2 separate regions of the Macaca mulatta genome follow, and region 2 is linked to region 1. The links are chromatin contacts, called in public Hi-C maps. All regions are on one chromosome and are shown on one strand. The core of a region is the stretch at or near the end of the contact, and the rest is flanking DNA. Distances in the headings are between cores, read along the strand shown.

Region 1 (5,414 bases), core at 1,808-4,307:
GAGTCAAAGGTTGATCTCCTTAGCAAGCAGGAGAAAAAAGGAGAAACCTTTATTTTGTGGTGTAAAGAGTTTTCTTCTTCTTTCCTAAACCTCAAATATCTATACCAAATTTTATGACTGTGACTTCACATAATGGTGAAATCTGTACAAAATCAGGGAAACAGCTTATAATCAGCAATGGGAGACAATAAATAAAGCATTCATTTCAACTCCAGGCCTCATAGATGATTCATTGAAACCACTGTTGTATAACATCCAAATAACAGCTCATTATGAGATTTATATATTGGCATCCAGATTCTATGATGAGCTATTTGAGATTTGACAACCCTTAAATAAATGGCCTAATTTGAATATTAGCAGGAAATGGTCATGATATAAGGAAAATATTTACAGCATATATAAAAGGGTATCGTTAGTAAAGTTACTAGTGTGCCAAAGTGAAGTCTCAATAAAAAAATAAAAGCTAGAAGGAAATTCATCATTTGACCTGAATTCACCATTTGATTCCCTCTATGAAATATTTTTTAGGCATCCAGGATATGCATTCTTCTGGTTCTTCTCCCTCCTCACTGGTTGCTCCTTCTCAGTTTCTTCCTCTTTTTTAAAAAACGTGGTAAAACATACGCAATATATAATTTACCATTTTTAAGTGTACAGTTCAGTGGCATTAAGTAGATACACACTGTTGTACAACCATCACCACCATCCATCTCTAGAACTTTCTCATCTTCTCAAACGAAAACTCTGTACCCACTAAACAGTAACTCCCTATTTTCTCCTCCCCCAGCCCCAGCAACCACCATGCAACTTTCTATCTCTATGGATTTGACTTTCAATAGCTACCAGCACACCTCATTTTATTGCACTTTGCTTTATTGTGCTTTGCAGATATTGTGGGGTTTTTTGTTGTTGTTTGTTTTTATGAATTGAAGGTTTGTGGTATTCCTGAGTCCAGCAAGTCTATTGGTGCCATTTTTACAAAGCATGTGTATGCTTCATGTATCTGTGTCACATTTTGGTAATTCTCAGAATATTTTAATAATTCGTGTATCTGTTATGGTGATCTGTGATCAGTGATCTTTGATATTACCACTGTAATTGTTTTGGAGCATTAGGAACTGCATCTATATAAGATGTTGAATTTAATGAATAAATGTTGTGTGTGTACTGACTGCTCCATTGGCCAACTGTTCCCTTATCTCTCTCCCTCTCCTGGGGCCACCCTTTTCTCTGAGACACAATATTGAAATTAGGCCAGTTAATAACCTTACAATGGCCTCTAAGTGTTCAAATGAAAAGATTCATGCATCTCTCACTTTAAGTCAAAAGCTAGAAATGATTAAGCTGAGTGAGGAAGGCATGTCAAAAGTCAAGATAGGACAAAAGCTAGGCCACTTGTGCCAAACAGTCAGCCACCCAGTTGTGAATGTAAAGGAAAAGTCCTTGAAGGAAATTAAAATTGCTACTCCAGTGAACACACAAATGATAAGAAAGCAAAGCAAACGTACTGCTGATAGGGAGAAAGTTTGAGCCATCTGGATAGAAGATCAAACCAGCCCCAATGTTCCCTTAAGCCAAAATCTAACCCACAGCAAGGCCCTAACTCTCTTCAGCCCTATGACAACTGAGAGAGGCTAGGAAGCTGCAAAAGAAAAGTATGAAGCTAGCAGTGGTTGGTTCGTGAGGTTTAAAGAAAGAAGCCTTCTCCATAACATACAATTGCAGGGTGAAGCAGGAAGTGCTGATGGAGAAGCTACAGCAAGTTACCCAGATCTAGCTGAGATCAATGATGAAGGTGGCTACACCAAACAACATGTTTTCAATGTAGACAAAACAGTCTTCTGTTGGAAGATGATGCCATCGAGTACCTTCATATCTTCAGAGAAGTCAATGCCTGCCTGATTTCAAAGCTTCAAAGGACAGGCTGACTCTCTTGTTAGGCATTAAGGCAGTTAGTAACTTTAAGTGGGAGCCAATGCTCATTGACCGTTCTGGAAATCCTAGGGCCCTTAAGAATTATGCTAAATCTATTCCACGTATGCTCTATAAATAGAACAACAAAGTCTGATAACAGCATATCTGTTTACAGCATGGTATACTAAATACCTTAAGCTTAACTGTTGAGACCTAATGCTGAGAAAAGATTCCTTTCAAAATATTAATGCTCAGTGACAATGCACCTGGTCACTCAAGAGCCCTGATGGTAATATACAAGGAGATTAATGTTGTTTTATACCGGCTAACACATCCATTCTGCAGCCCATGGATCAATAAATTTGACTTTCAAATCTTATTATTCAAGAGATACTTTAGGTAAGGCTACACTGCTATAGATAGGGATGTTTCAGATGTATGTGTGCTAAGTAAATTGAAAACCTTAATTCACCCTTCTAGATGCCATTAAGAACATTCATGATTCATAGGAGGAGGTCAAAATATCAACATTAAGAGGAGTTTGGAAGAAGCTGTTTCCAATCCTCATAGATGCCTTTACTTCAATGGAGAAAGTCACTGTAGTTGTTGTAGTAATTGCTAGAATACAAGAATTATTATTAGAATCTAAAGATGTGACTGCTTTCCTGCAATCTTATAATAAAACTTGAACGGGGAGGCAGGGCCAAGATGGCCAACTAGGAGCAGCAGCCATCAGAGGCTCCATCGAAAAGAACCATAATAGTGTGCGAATCCTCCACCAGCAATCAGGATATCCAGGTTCTCTCATCAGAACGGACTAGGCAGCTGGCATGACCCATGGAGAGGAAGGAAGAGCAGTGTGGTGTGGCAGTCCACCTGAGAGCCACATGGGACAGGGGAGCCCTCACCCCCCAGCCGAGGAAGGCAGTGAGTGAGTGTGCTACCCAGCTGGGGAAACCACACTTTTTCCACGGAACTGTGCAACCCATGGATTGGAAGATCGCACTCGTGAACCCACACCACTGGGGCCTAGGGTCCCAACCCCAGAGCTGTGCAGATTCTCAACAGCCTCTTAGCTCGAATCTGCTTAAGCCTGCCAAGTTCCCAGGGGGAGGGGCCACCAGCACCACAGCTGTGGCTGCCTGCTGTCTAAGCCATTCGAACTCCTTAGAGGAGGGGCAGCAGCCAGCGCTGGGACTCATAACTGCCTGTCATGCGAAGCTCCCTGAGTGGGGGAAGGGTGGCATCCATCTCTACAGCTCCAGGCCACGCTTTTCCCCTCCTGGGACCAGGGAGGCTGGGCAGCTTGGTCCCAAGAGATTCCCCCACAGCCCAACACACCAGTTGTGGTTGACTGCAGTCAGAGTGCCTCTTCAGGCCTGACCCTGACTTATCCTGTCTCACTCGGTGGGACCTCCTTGCAGGAACTCCAACTCAGCCAGAGGCTCAGGGAAAGAACCGTGATCTTCCTGCGCCTGAGCCCCAGGGGGAGGGGTGACCGCAGTTTCTGTGGACCAGCAGACTTAGGTTTTCATCCTGGTAGTTCTGAGGAATCCAGGCAACCCAGACGAGTGGATTTCCCCCCAGCGAAGCACATCCCCTACACCAAGGGACAGTCAAAGTGCTTCGTTAAATGGATCCTGTTCCCCATGCCACCCAGCTGGGTGAGACCCTCTAACAGGGTTGTCAGATACCCTATACAGGAGCAATCTTACTCGCATCAGGTTGGTGCCCCTTGAGGTCAGAGATACCAGAAGAAGGAGTAGGCGCCCATCTTTGCTATCCTCCAGCCTCCTTGAGTAACATCTCCTGGTGCAAGAGCAAACCAGATGAATAGGGCCTGAAGTGAACCCCCAGCAAACTGCAGCAGCCCTATAGAAGACGGACCTGACCATTGAAAGAAAAACAAACAAACAGAAAGCAACGATAACAACATCAACAACAAAAATTCCCCACAAAAACCCCATCCAAGGGTCAGCAGCCTCAAAGATCAAAACTAAACAAACTCATAAAGACAAGAAAGAATCAATAGAAAAACACTGAAAACCCAAAATGCCAGAGTGCCTCTTCTTCTCCAAAGGATCTCAATGCCTCTCCAGCAAGGATGCAGAACGGGACAGAGGATGAGATGGATGAATTGACAGAAGCAGGCTTCAGAAGATGGATAATAAAAAACTCCACTGAGCTAAAGGAGCATGTTCTAACCCAATGCAAAGAAGCTAAGAACCTTGATAAAAGGTTAGAGGAGCTGCTAACTAGAAAACCAGTTTAGAGAGGAACATCGATGACCTGATGGAGCTGAAAGATACAGCACGAGAACTTTGTGAGGCATGCACAAGTATCAATAGCTGAATCAACCAAGTGGAAGAAAGGATATCAGAGTTTGAAGACCACCTTGCTGAAATAAGGCATGCAGACAAGATTAGAGAAAAAAAATGAAAAGGAACAAACAAAGCCTCCACAAAATACAGGACTATGTAAAAAAGACTGAACCTGCAATTGAATAGAGTACCTGACAGGGACAAGGAGAATGAAAACAAGCTGGAAAACACACTTCAGGATATTATCCAGGGGAACTTCCCCAACCTAGCAAGACAGGCCAATATGTAAATTCAGGAAATACAGAGAACACCGCTAAGATACTCCACAAGAACATCAACCCCAAGACACACAATTTTCAGATTCTCCAAAGTCAAAATGAAGGGAAAAAATGTTAAGGGCAGTCAGAGAGAAAGGCCAGGTCACCTACAAAGTGAAGCCCATCAGACCAAGAGCAGACCTCTCAGCAGAAACCCTACAAGCCAGAAGACGGGGTTTTACTGTGTTGGCCAGGATGGTCTCGATCTCCTGACCTCGTGATCCACCCGCCTCGGCCTCCCAAAGTGCTGGGATTACAAGTGTGAGCCACCATGCCCAGCAGATTTCTTTTTTTAAGACCGACTTTAAAACTACCACCACTTCCTCACTCTTAAATAAAATGCTATATGATGGCATAGCTGTTTGTCTTTTTGTTCATTGCTGTTTTCCAGCGCCTGTAACAGTACCTGGCAGAAACAGTCACTCAATGACTTCTGTCTAATCAATAAAAGAATGAAGTAAAAAAGCTGTCACGTTTATGTAGAGATTAGGAAAGAAAGCCTAATCAATTTTTAAAATTTGATTTTACCCTAATCTACCTTATGTGATTCTGATGATACTATGTACCACCTAGAATTTAATTGTGGCCTAGATATTTACAAAGAATCTACATTAAAATTAACATTACATATCTGACATAACTGCCCTTTACTAATAGAATAAACTAGTTGTCAGATCAGCATAACAAGCAGTTTATTTTGTATAACTATAAAAATATTTTTCAATGACATTGCTGCATGCATTCTTGAGAGCTGGAAGTTGGCAGCACACAGTTTTCATGTACTAAAGTTGGGAGAGCCTCTGTGACCGTGAGGTCACTCCCTGTGGTGTCCAAAAGCAATCCTAGAACGCTTTTGAGA
Region 2 (5,414 bases), core at 2,060-4,559, 250 kb after region 1:
ACAATCTCCCAAGCTCCCTAGCTTAGATCAAGAAAGTAACTCTCCTTCCACTGTCTACCTCACCAGAATTCTTCCACAATACCCACAGTCCTTAACACCCACCTCCTACCACCAGAGCCTGCTAATAGACAAATGCAAAACAAAAGCAAAGATACGAGGTTGAATTTTTAAAATATCATTAGGTCAGTGGTTTATCTTCATGCCAAGTTCAGGAGGACAAGTATAGCCTTGATGTTCAGACCGTATACACCATGAGTTTTAAAATACTGAAATAGTCAAAAAAAACCCCACCTACCTATCCACCCATCCACAGACCCTGGGGACTCCCAGACCTCCTCATGATCAAGCAGCAAAAACATTAATGCCTGGCCCTGGTACAACAGGGTATTTCCAGGATCTATTACGCACCTGCTGTCTGTTGTAATTGTTTAGTGCCTATGTTAAAGCTTTTGACTACCACCCTTAGAGCATCCACAGCCTCACCGTGACTTAGTAGGTGGCCAACAAATTATGCATGGCACTGCACCCTCTGGGTGACATCTTCCATTCCATATGGTGGTCAGGACAACAAGACCAGTGATTATACTGCTTTAATCACTTCAGGAACAAGAGATAATTTCTTCACATCCTAAACAGCCCCAAATTCATCATTTTTGAATGTCCTGTAACATTACCACACTTTTACACAAGCAGCAGCAAACATACAGAAAAGTTAAGTGATTGGCCTAAAGTCATGTAGCTTACTGGTGAAACAACTAAGAGGTAAACTGAGGCCTTTGATTCAAGATCTAGTTCTTTTTTGTCTTCAACACACTGTCTCACTAAGGTACAATATAAATAGCCAGATAACTTGAACTGGCTTGATTCTGTAAGGGCAAATATGAGCTGAGAAGAGTAGATGAGGGATGCCTGGGGAGGAAAAAGGCAACCCTAAGAAAGGCTGGGTCCCTTGTAGTCCACTGATCAGCATGAAGACCCAGAGAACCAAAGAGCCTGCAGTATAGCTCATTATATTCCAGATAACTTGACTCCTGAGTGCAGTCTAGGTTTTTTTTGTTTTGTTTTGTTGTTTAAAAAAAAAAAAAAAAAAAAACACCTGAGATTCTACTGGCCTTCTCCTTAGTGCCTACGTCTTTCCTTCCAGGAGGGCTTCCTTGGAAACTCATTGCTGCAATGCTCAGAGGGAGCTCTTTTCAACTTCTTCTTTGGTTGGTATTTCACGAACATCCTCTCTATTACCCTCAATGCATCACCCAATCTCTCTCTCATTGGTGTTTTGATGATTTTTGTCTCCTCCACCTAGCATGTAAGGTCCACAACAGCAGGGATTTTGTCTACTTTTTCACCACCCCAAGATCCAGTCTAGGATTGGCAATAATAGGTGAGCAAGAAATACGTGTTACAGAAAGGTACATAATGAAAGTCATCTACCTGGATATATCAAAATGTGTTTTCATAGAATACTTTCATTCTCAACGTGATGTTGGCTATTTTCTCCAAAACAAGAAATTATAGAGAATTATTTAAAATACAGTTTAGAATCATCACTGTATATAAATCCAGAGCTTATGCTGAAACTCCCTTTTTAAATTCTGCAAAGTCTCTTTCTCTTCCTTCTGCCCTTCACTCTCTTTCTCAGTAAATCCGTCATCACATCACCTCTCTATTCAAGGATCTCAAAATGGGCAAGACTGTCTTATTTATTGCTGAACTGCATTTTCTTTGTCTTTTTTTTTTTCCCTGACACAAAGAATTTAATCTGCGTCTGAATTTATTGTTTAGATTCTATTCCATTTACAAAAACATTCAGTCCAATTAGACTGGAACAGAAAGAAGAAAAGTGTGAAGCCCATGGTAAAAAAGATGTATGTTTACATCCTTGCCTACAGCATTTAATAATTGGCATGAGCTTTCAAGGAAGCTGTGGTTCATACTCCAAGTTCCATTTGCGCTTCCAGCTGGACAAAATATAGACACAGACGCACTCAGCTAAGTAATTGGATTCACTACCTGGAATATTTAAATTGTTTTCAGACACTGGAAAATGGCTTAAGAAGATTAAAGAAAAATACCCTAGAGAATAACAGGCTATAATTTACTAGGTGGAAAATCTTTTCGGCAAGAAGAACGCCTCATTCTCCTATAATTCCTTCTGATTAAGAGATGTATTAGTCATTTGGACTTAAATTTCCTTAGAACCTGGCAACTCGGATTTATTTCGGTAGGTTTTTCTTATCGAACCTTTTGAATGACACCCAGGACATAAAATTGATGCCATAATGCTCTCCATCAGAAGATTCGCATGTTTTCAGCTGGATGACTAATTTATGTGTTTTGAAGACAACTGGGGTAAAGGGGAAGGGGAAGTCATTTGAAGTCGTGGGGTCTGGGCTGCACGTAAAGCATTAGAGACCCTGGCGCTGGGCTAGGCTCTGCCCTACCTGGCAAATGGTGCAGGTAAGTCCTGGGGCAACCCCTCAACGTGTCTATTTCAGGCAGAAGACTCCAATCAGCTCAGTTCTCAAAAGTCAGCCCTCTCCACTTGCCTGCAGGCCCGTGAGTCCTCCAGGACCCCTCAAGGGCCCCCATTCTGTTCACGCCCTCCCCAGATGTGTCCCCGCAGCCCTTTTCAGGGACCCTCACTCCGGAGCCAGGCGCTGAAGTTTGGCATCAACGACCACCTGTTGGCTGGACCGTTGTGTCCTCCGCCGCGTGGGCTCCCACAAAAGCGCTAAGAGGGTTCGCAATCACTAAGTGTTGTGGACTTCAGGCCCTTCCTTCTTGAAATCGGGCAAAAGAGGTAATAGGGGGTGCGTCCGCAGGCAGAGAGGGACGCGACTTGTTCACACCAGGCGCTTTCCAGTTGGTCTCAACTTCACACTCCCTACTTCGCGAACTTTCAGGACCTGTCACCAGGCAAAGCTTGCCCCTCCCTCTCCACTGGCCCAAAAGATTTAAGACCCTCAGGGGGCGCTTGCCAGACCCAGAAAGGATGGCAACTACTAAAGCCCGATAAAACAGGAGCGCGCGCAAAGCTTCTGCCCTTGGACATCCGCTTTGGCAGATGCCAACCTGTGCGCCCGAGGCGGCCCCTGCCCGCTCCCAGTGCGCCCATTGCATAACGCGCCCCTCGCCCCACCCCCACGACGCCCGCCCTGCCCGGTGCCCGAGCCAGCGCCCCGACTCGCGCCGCCCCAATACTTACATCATCCCACTTGACGAATTTGATGCCCTTCTTGAGGCTGTCGGACACGCACACGGGCTTGAGTTGCAAGGCGTGCACTCCGGGTTGAGCCCCGGCCATCTGGGCTCATCTGGGCTCCGGGCGGCCCGGGCGAGCGCGGCAGGGACTGGGAACCGCGCGCGGGGCGCGGGGCGCGGGCTCCTTTCTCTGCTCCTGAGGCGCTCGACTCTTCTCCCCCGCCGGCCTCCCCGGCCTCCCGGCCTCCGCACCTCCCTCCGGCGCCGCTCAGCAGGCAGAGCGCGCGGGGGCGCAGCGCCGGGCCATGCCCCAGGCGGGACGCGAGGTCGGGAACCCGCGGTGGATGAGGAGCCTCGGAAGGCGAAGAGAAGCCGAGCCGGGCAGCCGAGGCTGCCAGTCGCGGCGGATTCTGCTCCTCCGCCGCCGCCGCCTCAAAGCGCACCATTCAGCACATCCTCTATACACAGAGGGAGAGAGAGAGTGACACACGCCCGGCGCCCCCGCTCCGCGCTCTTTTCCCTCCTCCTTCCTCCTCCCCCCACCCCCTTCCCCGCCACCCTCGCTCGCTGGGTCCTTCCTTCCCCCCGCGGCTCCCAGCCCAACTTTGCACGCTGGGTCAGGCGCCAGGAAGCGGGGATGCAGCGGCACCTCCTGGCTCCTGAGCCCCATTGCAGCCAACGCCTGCCTCCCGCATTCGCTCTGAGCATGCCTGGTGCCCTGGTTGCAGGGGTGTTAGGGGTCCCCAGGAGCCTTACGCTCTTTGGGGTTTTCTTGGGAACTTGGGCTCGAGTTCCGGAGCGTCTTTGGATCCCAACCGGGTGGGAAAAGGGACCCATTCGGAGGAACCGGAGGCAACCCGCAGCTTTCAACTGTAGCTGGAGCACTCCAGCGCCGGCCACAAACCAGCTTTTTTGAGAAAAGAATTATCATTTATCAGCAGAGACGAGCGCAGCTGAGAGGCTCTTTGAGGAAACCTCGCCACGGCTGAGAGTTTGCAGCGCGCTGATCTTGAAACCTGGGCAAACGGTTACTTTGCGCTTTTGAGATAGAAAGCCCACCCTAAAGAAAGCAAAGGTTTTATTTTCCAAGGAAGAAAGAGGATCCCCTCTCCCGCGCCTCTCCTTGAGTATGTAGGATGTGAAGCGGGTCGGGGAGAGTCTTACTAATAGAAACTTGCTCATTTAGGAACGTAGGTCCAGGAATGTTTGTCTTCACTCCTTCCACAAACATTTCTCAATTCAAGCACGGGAGGGAGGGAAGAAGGGAAAGAGGGGAACCAGAATGGATAAAATTTTAAAGACTGATAATACCAAATGCTTGAAAGGATGTGGAGCAACTGGAACTCTCGTTCATTGCTGGAGGGAATATAAAATAGTAAAGCCACTTTGGAGAACAGTTTCTAATAAAGTAAGATATTTACTTATCATACAACCTAGAAATTCCACTCCTAGGTATTTGTGCAAGAGAAATTAAAATGCAAGTCCACAGGGATTTGTAAAGTGATGTGAATAACTTTCTTCTTAGTAGCCCACATATGTCAATCAACGGGTGAATGGATAAACAAACTGTGGTATGCCCAAACATTGGAATACTATTCCACAATAAAAATGAGTGGGCATGCAAGGGCAGGGATGAATCGCGACTTTAAGCTTAGTAAAAGAAGCCGGACACGAGCATGATTCCATGTGTAGCAACTACAGAACAGGCAACATATTCTATGTTGACAGAAAGCTTGCCTGTGGCCAGGGATAGGTAGAGATGGACAGGGAAGGGCTACCAGCACCTGTTGAACATGTCGGAAATGTTCTATATCACGTGTGTATATTTATCAAAACCTGTACGTTCTGTAAGTATGCCTAAATTGAGTGCAGTTTGTTTTAAGTAAATTATATCTCAAACAGGTTGATTTTTTAAAAGAAGAAAGACCATGAAGAGAGAAAAATGGAGAGAAACACTACTTTCTCTTAATTCTTCATTCTCCCTGTTCTCTGCCCTCAGGACTCCAAGGCCCAATGTTTAAGAACTCAGTCAAAAGATTACCAAAATCCAATACAGAAAATTGCTATTAAATATTTCAATGCATTTAAAATATACTTATTGGTAGCCAGCTGTATACTAGCCACTATTGTAATCACCATGGATAACCTGGTGAACAAGACCCATGATTCCTGCTCATTTGGGGGTCTTGCCTTGTGCTTGGAAGCCACTTGCT

What was found. Hi-C and Micro-C count contacts between places; a contact is called where the count stands out from the background.
Region 2: a Hi-C map of fetal cortex germinal zone shows a contact between it and region 1, with 6 times the contacts expected there. The contact joins the promoter of PLCB1 here to the enhancer-like site in region 1. A contact is called at or near these places in 6 of 14 Hi-C or Micro-C datasets (blood, cortical neurons, fetal cortex germinal zone and 3 more).

What each region holds. Positions count from the first base shown.
Region 1 is chr10:75,603,799-75,609,212 of T2T-MMU8v2.0, forward strand. The region is part of intron 3 of PLCB1 (phospholipase C beta 1); the gene reads right to left. Among named protein-coding and RNA genes, the nearest start is that of PLCB1, 250 kb to the right of the region's middle. Within about 2 kb of position 3,058, at least 3 of the 40 cell types and tissues checked have an H3K27ac peak or open chromatin away from gene starts, as enhancers often do. A contact at or near this core is called in fetal cortex germinal zone, where this site is marked.
Region 2 is chr10:75,850,283-75,855,696 of T2T-MMU8v2.0, forward strand. It overlaps PLCB1 (phospholipase C beta 1), which reads right to left and starts at 3,310. Exons shown (of 32, transcript NM_001257867.1): 1 at 3,206-3,310. The coding sequence starts at 3,304.